Regions from separate parts of the Mus musculus genome. Here regions 1 and 2 are each linked to region 3. The links are chromatin contacts, called in public HiChIP or PLAC-seq and promoter capture Hi-C maps. All regions are on one chromosome and are shown on one strand. Each heading gives the region's core, a stretch centred on a gene start, on an enhancer-like site or on the middle of the called end of the contact. The rest is flanking DNA. Distances are from core to core; before and after follow the strand shown.

Region 1 (2,700 bases), core at 43-2,542, 600 kb before region 3:
GCAAGGCCGCACGCTGTGCGCAGACACCCGAGTCTAGGGAGCGCGAGTGTCACTCGGCACGCCGAAGACCTCGGGGTTTGGAGCGGCGGCGGCAGCGGGGCAGCGGCGACCCCGCGCCCGGGGCTCATTAGGAGCGGAGCTGCCAGGCTCACTGTAGGACCCGAGCCGCGAGCCCAGTCGCGTGGGGGGGGGGGGGGAGGAGGAGCAGGGAGCATGCTCGTCACTCACCCCGATTGGCCAATGAGCGCCGCGTCTTGGTTGCCTATGACCAATAGGAAGAGAGAAAATTTGTGAGTGGCGTTTGAGAAGGGCGGGAGAAAGGGAACCTGGGAGCGAAGTTGAAGCTAAACCCGGTAAGCTATAAAGAAGTTACAGGGGGGCGCTTTGGGCTCCCAATTAGGAACAGTACCGGCTCCCAACACTACGGAGGACTCGGACTCGGAAAACACCTCTCCTGTCCCCAGCCTGTGTTCTCCTCCCGCTGCTACCTACCCCTCCCCCATTCATGCCCATGGGAAGGTGGCCCAGGCACACTCTGCGGGCTGCGGGTGACAGCCGGGAGGCTGCCGCTGAGGCTCCGCAAGCGCGCAGGCTTGAAAGCAGTTAGGGGGCGGGAGCCTTAGCAGCCTCCGCGGCTCTCGAGGACGTAAGGTAGGTGAGGAGCCAAGAGCTCCAGGTGATGCCTACGAGGGGCTGTCGCGCGTGCCACCTGTTAACTCTGCGCTGCGGTGCCCTGTGTGCAACTGCGGGAGTCCCCGGGGGTTTGATGCATAAGCAGCACTTCTCCAGGAACCCCTCAGACGTGAACCCCGCCGGGGAGAGGCAGCCGGAGTCCGGGGCAGTGGAGGAATTCTGCACGGCTGGATAGCCTGGCTTGGCGCGCACGGCCGGCCGAGCTCTCCGCAGACGCGCATTTAGCCGTCGGTGCTACATCCCGGCCGCGGCGAGCGGAAGCCCAGCCTGTCCCGGGACCGACCTGCCCAAGTTTTAAATACCCAGGGCTGTGACGAGCAGAGTATGAGCGCAGAGGCCCTTTGGGGCCCGGTTGGCTGAATTATAGTGGGTTTGAGTTTAGCCACAGATGTCTTATTCCTTGGTGTTCTTGTCTTCGTAGTGATCTGAAAGAAGTTACCCGCGATTCCTGTTTCCTACAAACCAGCTCAGAACCAGAGGAGTTGGAAAACAAACGTCGGGTATTATTATGTCGATTTCCCAAGGACCCGGGTTCTTACCGCGGATCAGATGAAAAGGTTGGCTCCTCGGGAGTCCTTCCAGCATTTTATACTTAGAGTCCCAAAGGATTGCCCGGATTTGCCGTGAACCAGCAGCTTTCTTTTATACTTACACCTCACGTTTTCAAGAAAGTATTTTGTTTGCCGCATTGCCCTGTCCATCATTCGTGTCTTCCCGGAGCAAACTTCAGCCTCCTGTTTAAAGTTATGTTTTTACCGAGTGTGATCTCTAATTGAAAGTTAACTTTTGGTTTTGGATGAGTCTGTGGAGTTTACGTTGTAAGAAGAAAGGGAGCCCGAGACACGATGAAAGAAAAGTCTAAAAATGCTGCCCGAACGAGGAGGGAGAAAGAAAACAGTGAATTTTATGAACTGGCTAAATTACTGCCTTTACCCTCAGCCATCACCTCCCAACTGGACAAAGCATCCATCATCAGACTCACGACCAGCTATCTCAAAATGAGAGTGGTCTTTCCAGAAGGTAAGCGTCTGTGCCTAGATTGAATTTCGAAGGAGTAAACCTACCCCAGCAGCACAGAAATGTACTTGTGTTTACCGGCGTGGGTTACATTCTCTGAAAAGGGAAATTTAACCAAGCTATTTGATCAGTCAGCGCCAAAGGGCTTTCCCTGCCTTTCTTAGTCTTTCTCTTCTTCCCCGTATTTCTCTCTCCAACACATTCGATATATTTGGTTGGGAAATAACCCAATAGTGCTTTTATCAACATTTGGCTCAGTTGAAAGCACGGCTAATCCAAACATGACTTTCCTTTTTGTTCCTCTAGTCAGACATGTATCCAATAGAAATCAGGAGTACTGCCCAATTGCTTATTTTTGCTAGGTATAGATTAGATGTATAAACATAGTGCTAGGTAAGCTAGATAATAATTTATCAAAAGGGCCACAATTCCGCGAGGGCAGGCGTGTGTGTGCGAACAGTATGCCTGGACTCCGCCAGTCTCTTGGCTGTTTATAGTAAATTGGTTCTCATTTTTTAAGATGTCCAGAGATTCTTAAATCGGAGCTTTGTGAGTTGCATTTCTGGCCTTGGCGTTATCTGTAAAATCATAAATTTGTCTCAAAATAGTCAAGATTTGAGGAAAGTAGAGCAGACAGAAATGTATCCTCAGTGGTGGCTGACAAATCGAGACAAACTCTCATAGGGCCTAGAAGTTAGAATACCAGCAGCAGATAGGATTGTAAGTTGGAATTTCAGTTACTAATACTCATTGTGAGAGGAAGAGCGGACTTCCCAGAGCATAGTCTTGTGTGAACTCATATCTACTTAGTAGGAAACGTGAATACTCTCCAGGGAAGGAGCTCTTTGATCTCCCATTTGCTCACCCTTCCTCAACCAAATAACAAACAGAATAGAAAAATATTTTGTTAGGGGAGGAAGTTTTAAGAATGTAAAAGAATGATTACTAGACAAACAAAACTTCTAGAGAAAGAAGTTTGTTTATTTACAA
Region 2 (2,912 bases), core at 398-2,897, 930 kb after region 3:
TCAGAAGAGCTATGGCTATCAGACCAAGAGGGAGAGAAGTGTGTAGGGCGTGCCTCAGCCTTAGCTGACACTTGTAAATGTCTCTTTTATTTCCTCAGAGGAAGGGATGAGATGAGAGCTGTACCCAGGTTATATGGATACATGGCTTGGAATGAACCCAGAGTGTTTCCTTCTCTGTTCTAAATATCCCTAGATCTATGCCTGGAACCTTCTAGCCTCCATACAATCTAATCTTCTGAGCTGACTGATTCAATCTGGCTTCTTACTGAATTGCTCTGACTGGCTTCATACTAACTTTGGCAATATGTTCTAATATGTTCTGACTCTCATTCTCTGACTCATTCTGTCTTCACTTGTATCTAGTTTGTTCCCTCTGTAACCTATCTCAGTAAAACTGTTTTTGTAAAACTGCCATACACATATACTACCCACCTCCCCACTCCACCTCTCTCTCTCTCTCTCTCTCTCTCTCTCTCTCTCTCTCTCTCCTCCCTCCCATAACTAGCATCTGTTTCCTGTCTGTTTTTCTGTGAGTTGGACGTATCCTATCTCTCACTCAATTTTTTTCCTGATTCATAACTTTGCCCTTCAATTAAACATCAATTTCAAACATGGATGCTTCCTTCAACAAACTAGCCTTATCTTCATTGTCAGGGATTACAGGTATGTGCTAAGGGAGTGTGTGTATTCCAGCCAGATCATACTGTAATCCAGTGTGGATCATGGCCAGATCATATCTTTGGCTACGGTTATTGAGAGGAGCCATGTTGCCCAATTAAAATTCCTCCACAGGCATTTCCTGCCAAAGGCAACAAAACTTGCAGATGGACATGAGACTCACGTTTTAAACTAAAGCAAAGCAATTCTTACAGAAATGAGACCAATTAAAACAGGTGACAATGGCCAAAACATTAAGGCCTGTAGACATTTCCTAATGGGAAAAGGGGCTATACAGTAAAAAATATGTCTGTATTACACAGATCCAACTGTATCTGGGCACTGATTCTCTTCTCAGAGTGGCCACATTGAATCAGTTTCGCTTTTCTGTATTTACCTTCTATTGTGTCATTGGTCTATGAAGGACAGGTGGCAGAGCTTGATTTGTTAGGGACCCTAACAGTGTCAGACCCTAACAGTCTGTTTCCAGGTCCTATGCTGTAGGACTTCATTCCCATTCTGGGACGTTCTATTCTCGTCGGAAGATTGGACAAAGAACTGTGATGAGACCTCTCCAAGAACACTTGAGCCTTTGGGGACAAGAACACTTCTGTTTGGGGACCGTGGTCGATTTCCAGCATCTACACTTGCTGATGCGGTGGTGGATTCTCTCTGTGTAACTTCCAGTTCATTTAGATTGCTTTTAACTCCTTGGGAATCGTTTCTGTCATGGCCGTGAGGGGGAGATAGGCAACAAATCTCAAGCTGCAGATCCTCCCCTCAGTCTGAGGAACAGCCCAATCATTCCATAGGAGAAAGGCTAGAGGCGTTGGCGCGTCGCCCTCCTCATCCCCAGGGGGCGCCAGCGGCCCGGAGCCAGCCTCATTCTCAAGCGCACGCTCTCTTTAGCAGTGCGGTGGCGGCTCCAGCCACGACTCCCGGTCGCGTCGGAGTTCCCCGGCAGCCAATCAGAACTCTCCATGTACTAACGGGGGCGGGGCTGCGGAGGGCGGAGGAAGATGGCGGCGGGGGCTAGGTGAGGTGTTGGCAGTGGCGAGGGGCTCGGGCGCGGGGGGTGGGGGGACGCGGAGCGATGGCCCGCGCCGGCCGCTGGGGCGGATAAGACCCTGTCGCGCCGCGGGTGTGGGCCGGAGGGAGGTGACGGTGCCCGAGCGCCACAGGAGTATGACGGGGCTGTACGAGCTGGTGTGGCGGGTGCTGCACGCGCTGCTCTGCCTGCACCTCACGCTCACCTCCTGGCTCCGCGTTCGCTTCGGCACCTGGAACTGGATCTGGCGGCGCTGCTGTCGCGCCGCCTCCGCCGCGGTCCTAGCGCCGCTCGGCTTCACGCTCCGCAAGCCCCGGGCCGTCGGCAGGAACCGGCGTCATCACCGGCACCCGCACGGGGGACCGGGACCGGGACCGGGACCGGCCGCCACCCATCCTCGGCTGCGCTGGCGCGCGGACGTCCGGTCCCTGCAGAAGCTGCCGGTGCACATGGGCCTGTTGGTCACGGAGGAAGTGCAGGAGCCCAGCTTCTCAGACATCGCCAGCCTCGTGGTGTGGTGTATGGCCGTGGGGATCTCCTACATTAGCGTCTACGACCACCAAGGTGAGGCCGGGTGGGAGGTGGGGTGACCGAGGCACTTCCGAGTCTGAGGACTACGTTTCTAGCTAGTTTGTTCCCGGTCGTCCTGCGAGGCCGCCGCCCTCTCCAGGCCCTGCGAGTTTCGGTAGCCCTTGGCCCTTACACTGTGCTGGTGCTTTCGAGGAAGGGAGATCAGTCTTATTGAACGTTGACGTTGACAAAGTCTTTAGATTTGGTTAGTGTTTGTAACATGTAAAAGATATTTAATGTAGTCCGTTAAGGGAGGTGGTTTTCTCTGGCTTTGTTTCACGAAAGAGGGAGCTGACGTTCAGAACATTAACTGATTTGCCCAAGGTCATAAAAGTAACGGGGAGTTAACCAGTCTGTGCGCTCTTCAAAGTGTCTCTTCAAGGGGGTTCAATGAACTCATCTTAAGGGCGACCAAGCAGTGGCGGCTTTATACGTGAGCTGCATTGTAGGATTTCCAAATGAGCTCTCTTGGAGTTAGGTGGCATTTGAATGGGGTTTCTGAAAAGTGTGTGAGAGTTTTGATAGGCCTGGAAAAAGGCCTGAAATCACGTGTTGCCATTTCACCTTAGAGGCCAGTACAGTACTAGATACACTTGTGTTCCTTCAAGTAATCAAGGCAGTGGATTTCACCACGGGT
Region 3 (2,700 bases), core at 58-2,557:
TTATTTATACATTTCACTTGTTTTTAAAGTTACAGCATGAATAATATTTTCTGGGATACAGAGTGGGTATATTACAGATATACATTGTGTAAGAAGTAATTCAAGATGATATATCTCTCAACACATATACAAAACTTTAGGTTTGTGAATTGAACACTCAATTGCTATATAGGTGTTACTGTACATAACATGTGACATGTTAAACAATATATCTCTGAAGAGAGTTCTTCCTGAGGGCGAAACTTTATCATCTCGGTGCAATTCCTTCCTCAGCTCACAGCCCTCACATCTGTCATCTTTTTCCTGCTTCTAAGTGTTTGGCATCTTTAGGGTCCACACAAAAGATTTTCTCTGCAGAAGTCCTATTTTCCATCAACTCTTCAAATAATTATCCAGAAGTCATGTTTTAGGAATAAAGATATGTTATTATTGAGATTTTTTAATTTCATTTATTTCAGGCATTACCATCTTTATGTCAAAACAACAGACTCAGTTTTAATGTGTGTTTTAGGTTTTCATTGTCTTCTATCATAATTCTAATTATTTTACATATACTAATATTTTGTTTGTTAGGGTTCTTATTGACTTCATTAACTTCATATAATCATCATATCAAATTCATACATATATACATACATATATATATATATATATATATATATATATATATATATATATATACTCATGAACAGAAACCTCATCATGTGTCAATTACTAATTTGTGAGTATATAAAAACTTTCTTTGACAAAATATTTATCCTCTTAATTATATATCTTCTTGCCATTTTTATGTTTTTGGAAACATTCTCCTCCTCTGTGTGCAGAAGACTCCAACCAGCAGCATAAAAATGTAAAATAAGACTTAAAATATATAGTCACTTTTACTTTGTTTCCACATTATTCTGCACTACAATCCCAGATATCACATGAGTCATACTTTCTCTTTTTCTGATGAGGAATGGAACAGAAATTGGGTCTGAGAGTAAAACTTCTCTGTGAAGAATTAGGATGTCAGAGTTGCAGCGTGGTGTAGCACACATAACACACACACACACACACACACAGAGAGAGAGAGAGAGAGAGAGAGAGAGAGAGAGAGAGAGAGAGAAATAGTGAGAAAGACAGAGAATGTGATAGGGGACAGTGAAAAGTAAAATAAATGTTTAAAACATAAAGATCTTTAACCCCAGGATATGTGTCCTAAAGGATGTGGCTTTTCTCTGAAGGAACTTGAGAGAATGAGTGTTTACCCAATCATCTGCTCTTAGGAAATTACAGAAGTTTCCCTTCTCATAATAGCTATGATGTAGAAAACCCATGACAGGAAGGACCTGCCCTCAAGATGACAACTGCATATCTGATGTTACAGGACAGACATTTGTCAGACTGGCCCAAGAGAACAGCTACGAACATTGCCTGGACTCACCATGATCGCCATGCTCACAGTGCTGCTATACCTTGGTGAGGTATAATGAGGGGGAGTGGATGCTTGTGTTTGTAAGGGAACCTATTCGACAGCCAGGTTTAATTTCACATGGACATCCTAGGGGATCCATTCTGGCTCTCAATGTGAAAAAGCACTGAGAAAAGGGTTTTTTTTTTCCAGGTCTTATTCTGGAACCCAGGACTGCAGTACAGGCAGGTGAGTGTCTCCAGCCATCCCAGGATTTGATTCTTCACTCTGATGATACAACCTCTAATCTACTTTCTAGTGTGTCAATTCCTCAAAATGGTGATGGGGGGTTGACATTTATGGGCTAATAATGTCTTGTTCCATGGGTGTGTTCTGTGCTAAGATCTAGTGTCTGAAGGAAGATGTTCAGGGCCTTTGATTTCTTCACAGGACACCTCCCAAAGCCCATCATCTGGGCTGAGCCAGGCTCTGTGATCGCTGCGTATACATCTGTGATTACCTGGTGTCAGGGTTCCTGGGAGGCCCAGTATTATCATCTGTATAAAGAGAAAAGTGTAAATCCTTGGGACACTCAAGTCCCTCTGGAAACCAGGAATAAGGCCAAGTTCAACATTCCAAGCATGACAACCTCATATGCAGGCATATATAAGTGTTACTATGAGAGTGCTGCTGGCTTCTCAGAGCACAGTGATGCCATGGAGCTGGTGATGACAGGTGAGTGGACATCAGGGAACCATGCACAGGCTCTCTCCTCAGAAGGAGATCTATTTTCCAGGAGCTCTTCTCTCAGAGTCCAATCCTGGAGGACAATATGGGTAACTCATGTTCATTTCACACACTGTCCCTTGTATTCTAGGAGCATATGAAAATCCCAGCCTGTCAGTCTATCCCAGCTCTAATGTGACCTCTGGAGTTTCCATATCCTTTAGTTGCAGCTCATCCATAGTATTTGGCAGATTCATTCTGATCCAGGAAGGAAAGCATGGCCTCTCTTGGACCCTGGACTCACAGCATCAGGCCAATCAGCCATCCTATGCTACTTTTGTTCTGGATGCTGTTACTCCCAACCACAATGGAACATTCAGATGCTATGGCTACTTTAGAAATGAACCACAGGTGTGGTCAAAACCAAGTAACTCCCTAGACCTCATGATCTCAGGTAAGCACCTTCCACCCATAATCACTTAGTGTATTGGGTCACTTGGGTCTTTTTCCTAAGATGATCTATGGCTTAGAATAAAAGGGAGGGAGCACTGTGGTTAGAAATACTGTTCAGTTCAAAAGAC

What was found. HiChIP or PLAC-seq counts read pairs in DNA pulled down with a chosen protein or histone mark. Capture Hi-C pulls out chosen DNA fragments and counts their contacts.
Region 1: a contact with region 3 is called in a promoter capture Hi-C map of adipose tissue. The contact joins the promoter of Sim1 here to the promoter of Lilrb4a in region 3. A contact is called at or near these places in 2 of 115 datasets of contacts at active chromatin or transcription factors (bone marrow-derived dendritic cells and bone marrow-derived macrophages) and 1 of 9 other capture datasets (adipose tissue).
Region 2: a contact with region 3 is called in an H3K27ac HiChIP or PLAC-seq map of bone marrow-derived dendritic cells, with 6 times the contacts expected there. The contact joins the promoter of Nus1 here to the promoter of Lilrb4a in region 3. A contact is called at or near these places in 3 of 115 datasets of contacts at active chromatin or transcription factors (bone marrow-derived dendritic cells, effector CD8 T cells and memory CD8 T cells).

What each region holds. Positions count from the first base shown.
Region 1 is chr10:50,894,359-50,897,058 of GRCm38.p6, forward strand. Sim1 (single-minded family bHLH transcription factor 1) reads left to right here and starts at 1,293. Exons shown (of 11, transcript NM_011376.3): 1 at 1,293-1,713. The coding sequence starts at 1,539. It overlaps A230054N11Rik (a long non-coding RNA gene), which reads right to left and starts at 176. Exons shown (of 2, transcript XR_871640.2): 1 at 1-176.
Region 2 is chr10:52,415,900-52,418,811 of GRCm38.p6, forward strand. It overlaps Nus1 (NUS1 dehydrodolichyl diphosphate synthase subunit), which reads left to right and starts at 1,648. Exons shown (of 5, transcript NM_030250.2): 1 at 1,648-2,269. The coding sequence starts at 1,843.
Region 3 is chr10:51,489,591-51,492,290 of GRCm38.p6, forward strand. Lilrb4a (leukocyte immunoglobulin-like receptor, subfamily B, member 4A) reads left to right here and starts at 1,308. Exons shown (of 9, transcript NM_013532.3): 1 at 1,308-1,461; 2 at 1,607-1,642; 3 at 1,844-2,128; 4 at 2,271-2,573. The coding sequence starts at 1,428.